2 separate regions of the Ovis aries genome follow, and region 1 is linked to region 2. The links are chromatin contacts, called in public Hi-C maps. All regions are on one chromosome and are shown on one strand. The core of a region is the stretch at or near the end of the contact, and the rest is flanking DNA. Distances in the headings are between cores, read along the strand shown. Region 1 holds the start of MTRF1 (mitochondrial translation release factor 1). Region 2 holds the start of ELF1 (E74 like ETS transcription factor 1).

Evidence for each region. A called contact is a pair of places that touch in the nucleus more often than the background predicts.
Region 1: a Hi-C map of liver shows a contact between it and region 2, with 4 times the contacts expected there. The contact joins the promoter of MTRF1 here to the promoter of ELF1 in region 2. A contact is called at or near these places in 3 of 16 Hi-C or Micro-C datasets (hypothalamus and liver).

Annotation. Positions count from the first base shown.
Region 1 is chr10:11,850,667-11,853,674 of ARS-UI_Ramb_v3.0, forward strand. It overlaps MTRF1 (mitochondrial translation release factor 1), which reads right to left and starts at 1,636. Exons shown (of 10, transcript XM_004012046.6): 1 at 1,383-1,636.
Region 2 is chr10:11,651,727-11,654,906 of ARS-UI_Ramb_v3.0, forward strand. It overlaps ELF1 (E74 like ETS transcription factor 1), which reads right to left and starts at 1,412. Exons shown (of 9, transcript XM_060394267.1): 1 at 881-1,412. WBP4 (WW domain binding protein 4) reads left to right here and starts at 1,542. Exons shown (of 10, transcript XM_004012044.5): 1 at 1,542-1,699; 2 at 2,611-2,683. The coding sequence starts at 1,698. TRNAE-UUC (transfer RNA glutamic acid (anticodon UUC)) reads right to left here and starts at 850; the gene lies at 779-850.

The DNA of each region.
Region 1 (3,008 bases), core at 386-2,885, 200 kb after region 2:
CTTTGCCCCTAGAATCCTGAGGTTCGAATTTGAAGTAAGGGTCAAAACTTATCAGAATCAACCTTTATTATCTCCAGTGTTCCTACTATGCTAGGGGTATTAATATATCAGTTCAGTTGCTCATTGCAGGTCAGCTAACTTGGATATCATTATTTCCTAAGAAATAGAATGGTCTCTAAAATACTCAAAATTTAAAGGGTTCTGCTAACAAAATGTAACTTAATCATACTCTAAAGAGGGCACCAGTGTCCAGTAGCCACAAATGCTAGTCCTCCAGGAGTTACTACTCGTCTTCACATTGAGACAGGCTGGGGGCTGGGGCCTGGGACCCGCTGGTGCAGGGATACCATGCCTGCACCTGGACAAACATCTCCAGGAGCAACAAAACACAAAGGAACTATAAGGGACTTAACTGCGTGCATGCGCAGTTGGGGCAGATTCTAGACACCTAGATACAAAGAAACCAAAAAGCCCACCTGCCACCTCCCAAGAGCCTGAAGAGCTGGGCGTAAAAGCATGGTCCTACGCATGACCCCTCAAAGGGAGGGACAAACCACTTAAGCTATCCCTCCTTCCGACCCCGGACACGAACAAGCTCGCCTCTGTCTCCCCACCCCCAGCAAGTGAGCAAGCAAGCAAACTTGTTCTGGCTGGCCCCTGCTGTAGCAGGGGCCTCAATAAAGCCTTCTTTCAATTTCCTGACTAGCCTCTGAATACTTTCTAGTGATTAAGGAGGCCAAGAACCGTGATGGGTAGCAACATCTAGTCTCCATCACAGGTGTGTCCATTTGAAAGAGGACAGAAAAAAACGGCAAAAAGATTTTTGTTGAAACACTTCTAGCTAGACTTCCTTTTTAGGAACAGTTAGTAGAAGGGAGAGGACAGAGGATGAAATGGCTGGATGGCATCATCGACTCAATGGGCAGGAGTCTGGGCAAACTCCCAGAGATTGTGAAGGGCAGGGAAGCCTGGTGAAGAGTCGGACACCATTAAGCGGCTGAACAACAAGTAAAAATACCTCTCTAGGTCATGAACTTCAATGTTAAGTAAACCCTAAGACCTTCACCCTCTAGGGTTATCTATACTTCAGAATTGCAAGTCTTCTCCTTCACCCCTCACCCCCTCGCCCCCATACACACAAATAGTTAACAAGATTAATCTGAAATTCTAGGAACTCTCAGCCTCGGCAAATCAGTAGCGACTCTAAGCCCGCACGAGAGTACCACGTGTAAGTTACGCTGAGTTACTCGGTATCAGGAATGATCCCATAGGGAGGCACCAGGGGGGAAAAAGGCTAGAGAAAGAAAATAAGACTTTTAAGATCAGAAAAGAGACATGAACTGTGAGTAGTAAAAAAAATTAAGGACACTAGTTTTCCTTACTGAAGTCGGAACCTTCTTTGATCCACTACATTTCAGCCCATCGGTCACCGGATCCCTTTCACCTCCGGGTTCACCCAGTCTGGGTTAGAGCCCGACCCCGCCTCCTCGGGCGTCTCCACTCCTCTGCGGAAGAGGAGTTCTTGAGTGTGCGCAACATAAGCTAACAGAGGAAACAGCAGAGAAAACGATACAGCAAGGAAACTTCCCCCGAGACGGCCTTGGGCTTGCTCATCTGGAGTCAGAACCCAAAGTGTGGCTTGCCAGGGGAGGGAGAGGGGAGGTGTGCGGGTAACGCGGGCTGGCGCGTTGAATGAACGACTCCCGGGAGCGTCGGCCGGGGAGTCCTGGGAGTTGTAGTTTACGTCGGACAGGCGCTCCGCCCCCAACCCTCTAGGCCGAAGCTGCAGCTTCGGTTTTCCCAGTTTCAGGCAAGCTCAAAAGGGAAGTTCTCTACAGTTCTGATTAAGAGCTGAAGATATAAAAAAATTTCCTTACACGTGGAGCCACTACAGCAGGGATTCCTGATTTTTTTTTTAATATATAAAGGAGGATTCGAAAGTTTACAGGATTCCGAACGTTAATAGCTGTACTTTTCAGCTTTCCTTGCCTGAGAAAATGCCTAATGGCTAGTTGAGACTGTAAATGTATATCTTTAAAAAAATCATAGCAGTACTCAGATAGCAAGTTGTGTTCCACTCTTGGTGACCCCCATGGACTATAGGCCTCCAGACTCCCATGTCCATGGGATTCTCCAGGCAACAATACTGGAGTGGGTTGCCATTTCCTCCTCCAGGTCTTCCCTACCCTGGTCAAGCCCGGGTCTCCCACATTGCAGGCAGATTCTTCACCACTAGCACTACCTGGAGAATTGATGCTTTTGAACTGTGGTGTTGGAGAAGACTCTTGAGAGTCCCTTGGACTGCAAGGAGATCCAACCAGTCCATTCTGAAGGAGATCAACCCTGGGAATGATACTAAAGCTGAAACTCCAGTACTTTGGCCACCTCATGCGAAGAGTTGACTCATTGGAAAAGACTCTGATGCTGGGAGGGATTGGGGGCAGGAGGAAAAGGGGACGACTGAGGATGAGATGGCTGGATGGTATCAGTGACTCGATGGTGTCAGCGAGTCTGAGTGAACTCCGGAAGTTGGTGATGGACAGGGAGGCCTGGCGTGCTGCGATTCATGGGGTCGCAAAGAGTTGGACACGACTGAGCGACTGAACTGAACTGAACTGAACTGAGCACTACCTGGGAAGCCCTGAAAGTCACAAGGAGGATCCAAAATATGGGAGACCATGTATAGTCACAGGTTAGTGACTTTATATCTGTTGTATATGCATAAACAGAATTTGGGGGCTCAATTTAGGTTTGAGTAAGTACATTAAGTAAAACATCAATTAAGTAAAGCATTAGAAACATAAATAACAAACAATTCCAGCAAAATGCAAATATATTGCCTTACTTTAAATATTCAAGTAGGATACTTATTTATGTTGCAGATATTGAACTCTGTGCCTCAGTATTTCTTCCTGAAAAGAAGAGGCAACAAAAATTCCATATTACTGACTTCACAGGATATTTTCTTAGGTTATGAACATAAATGTAAAAACGGGAATTAGCCATAA
Region 2 (3,180 bases), core at 162-2,661:
CGCGTGTGTGTGTGTTGGGCGCGGAGGGGGGCGCGGAGAACCGGACGGATGCCCTCGCCCTTCCCGAGCCAAAGCACTCAGGTCTGCGGCTCCCGAGTCTGGGGTGCTTTCTGTGAACCGCGGCCGGCGCCCCACATGTCAAGCCGGGTGCCCCCGGCGCGGGGCTCGGGCGCCCCGGGGGGACCCGCGCCGGGCGGGCGGCAGCGGCGCGGTCGGGAGAGCGCGCCCGGGCCGTCGGGGGTCCCCGGCCCGCACCCCGCCCGGGGGCTGCTTTGTGTCGGGGGCCCGGGGGGCGGGCGGGGTGTTTCTAGTGAAGACCCCGGGGGCGATGACTCGGGGCTCCGAGCCGGGCGCGGGCGAACACGCCCCGCGTCGCTCGGGACCGTCCGAGGCGAGGGTGTGTGCCTGCCGGGGGCGCTGGGGGCCGATAAGGCGAGGCCGGGGTTAATCATCGCCTCCCGAGCTTTGGGGAGGGGACGGCCCGGGCCCGCAGCGGCGGGAGGACGGCCCCGGGAGAAGCGGCGCCCCGCGCCCCGCGCCCCGCGCCTCTGCCCCGCCGGCCTCCCGCGCGAGCAGCGGCAGCCTGAGCGCACCCGCTCCTCCCGCCCGCCCGGCTCCGCACTCGAGGCAGCGCAGATCTCACCGCAGGGCTCTAGGGCGCGTTCTCCACCAAAATCACCTGGATGGGGCGGTGGGGTCAAGAAAAAAAAAAGAGCCAGAGCCACTGGAAATAAAACAAGTCGGTTTCGCCTGTCAGTTTCTGAAAAATGTTACCACGTTCCCATACCGGGAGTCGAACCCGGGCCGCCTGGGTGAAAACCAGGAATCCTAACCGCTAGACCATATGGGAAGTGCTGTGAGAAGCTCCGCGGTGACTCACCTGACAAGAGCGAACGCCGCCGCCGCCGCCCCAGCTCCACCACCCGCAGCCGCCGCCGCCTCGGGGCCGCCGCCGCCTGCTCCCCAGCTCCCCACGCGCTCGCGAGCCCGGGAGCGCGCCTGGCAGGAGCGCGCGGGCGTCCCAGCGGTGGGGCGGGGTCGCTCCGCCGGCTGAGGAAAAGTTCTGAGGCCAAGCCCAGCGACTCTCGGCCCCGAAACCAGCTCTTTCACCTTTCTTTCTTTTTTTTTTTTTTAAACTCCGCCAACGGCCCCCTCCCCAGCCTACGGGTCCGGGCTGCTCCGCCGGTCAAAGTGCGTGCGGACCAGTTGGCAAAGTTGAGGGCGGCGACGTCTCTGGGAACAGCTGTTTGCGTTCGGGGCGGAGGCGGCGCGCGAGCTCCTCGGGCCCCGAGCCAGCGAGCCTAGAAGGAGGTGGAGGTTCTGGACCTCGGGAGGGGAAAAGAGAGAGAGAGAAGGCGAGCTGACGCGGGGACGCGAGACTCGAGCGTGCCCCCAAGTCCCGTCGCGCTCTCGCCCCTGCTCGGCGACCTCAGCCCCTTATAACGACCCCACCTCTCGGGGAGCCGGAGGCCCGCCCCTCGAGGAGGAGCGCAGGGGAGGAGAGCGCGAACGCGGATTGGGTCGCCGGGGCACCCGTAGTCGGGAGCGGCGGAACGCGGGCCCCGGGGACGGCGGGAGGCGTCCGCGCTCCGAGGCTGCGGAGGGCCTCGTGGTGAGCTGGGGCCTGGTTCTCCCCGCGCGGAGAACGCGAGCCTCGCCCGGGGCCGGGGGCGGCCCGCGGAGCGCCTGGTCCAGTCATGTGAGTGGGTTTCTCAGGCTCTCAAACAACGAGGTCTTGTTTCTCCGGGCGGCCCTTCTCCCGCCGGGTCTCTCCCTCCGCCACCGCCCCTCTCCCCCCGCGCGCCCTCGGCCAGGGGCGTGACGGAAGCGCCCTTAACTCGCTCGGGGCCGGCTGCGGACCGGCGCGGCCGGTTCTCCCGTCCCGGGGTGGGGACGCGCGGGCTCTGGCAGGGAGCCTGGCGGCCCCTGCAGGTAGGACGGCCGCCGTGGAGCGACAGAGGGCTGCCGCCGCCTCCACCGTCGGGGCCCGCGAGCATCCTCGTTCTGGCGGCGCTTGAACCGTGGGGTGTTGTGAAACCGGAGGGTTGGACTGCGGCCACCGCTGCCGCCTCCGCCTGCTAGAAGCGGCCAGCCCTGGTTAGCTTATGACTTTAATTTTTGGTCTTGCCAGCTGAGAGATCCATTGGCTTTTCCAACTCTCTTGCCTTGAGGCTCAAGAACAAACTATTAACTGATAGTCTCGGAGGAGCCACAGTCTCCCACCAGAAGCGTCTTATGTTTAGTTCTTTGAGTGGAAATAACGATTTAACGTGAACTTTTTGAGTTTCTTCAAGTCTCCTCACCTCCGAAAATGCCAGAAAGGAATGGATGATCTTCTCCAACATGTTCCTTATTTCTTAACACTGATGACAATCACAAATGATACATTTTTAAAAGCTATTTTGTTGAAGGGAGTTTTAAATACGGTGCAGACTTTTTTACTCTAGTGGCAGCAATTTCAGTTGACTGCTTTCAATCGGCTAAATGATAAAGCAGGATGCTGTGTGTAACAAGATTGTGAAGCCTGCATGTCGGATTGTAAGTTGAAGATGTAAATCACGCAAAAATTACCTTTTTAGGTTCTAAATAAACTTGTTTTTTCTTTTCCAGGGCAGACTACTGGAAGTCACAACCAAAGAAATTCTGTGATTACTGCAAGTGTTGGATCGCGGACAATAGGCCTGTATGATGATTCCTCTGTTAGAGAGTCTCCTGATAACTGTGTTCATGCGAGATGTTCTTTGTTGATCTCAACTGAGAGCTTACAAAGTACTTTCATATGCGTTGCTCTTGATTTTTCAAAACATCGAACAATTTCTGTGTTTTCATTCCTTGTAGGAAAGTTGTGAGCCTTCTTTATCATCAGCCCAAATTTGATTATCTACTAAGCCAAATTATTTCTCTCTGGCCCTTCAGTCACATTCAGGAACTGGACATTGAGTGGGTAATCACATTCATGTTTATGAAACACCTAGGATATGACGGTGCTGTTTGTAATATTGTTGTATACAAAGAAAAGTAAAAGCAGAAAGTCCTTAACTGTAAAAAGAAACGTTATTGTAGTTTTTCTTGTATATTTCTGCTCTATAGGTAGTTAAATATTTAATGTAGAGCTTTATATTTCTAAATGCTTAAATTTGAAAGACATCATTATCTTTGTCATGGAATATGAAAACAACA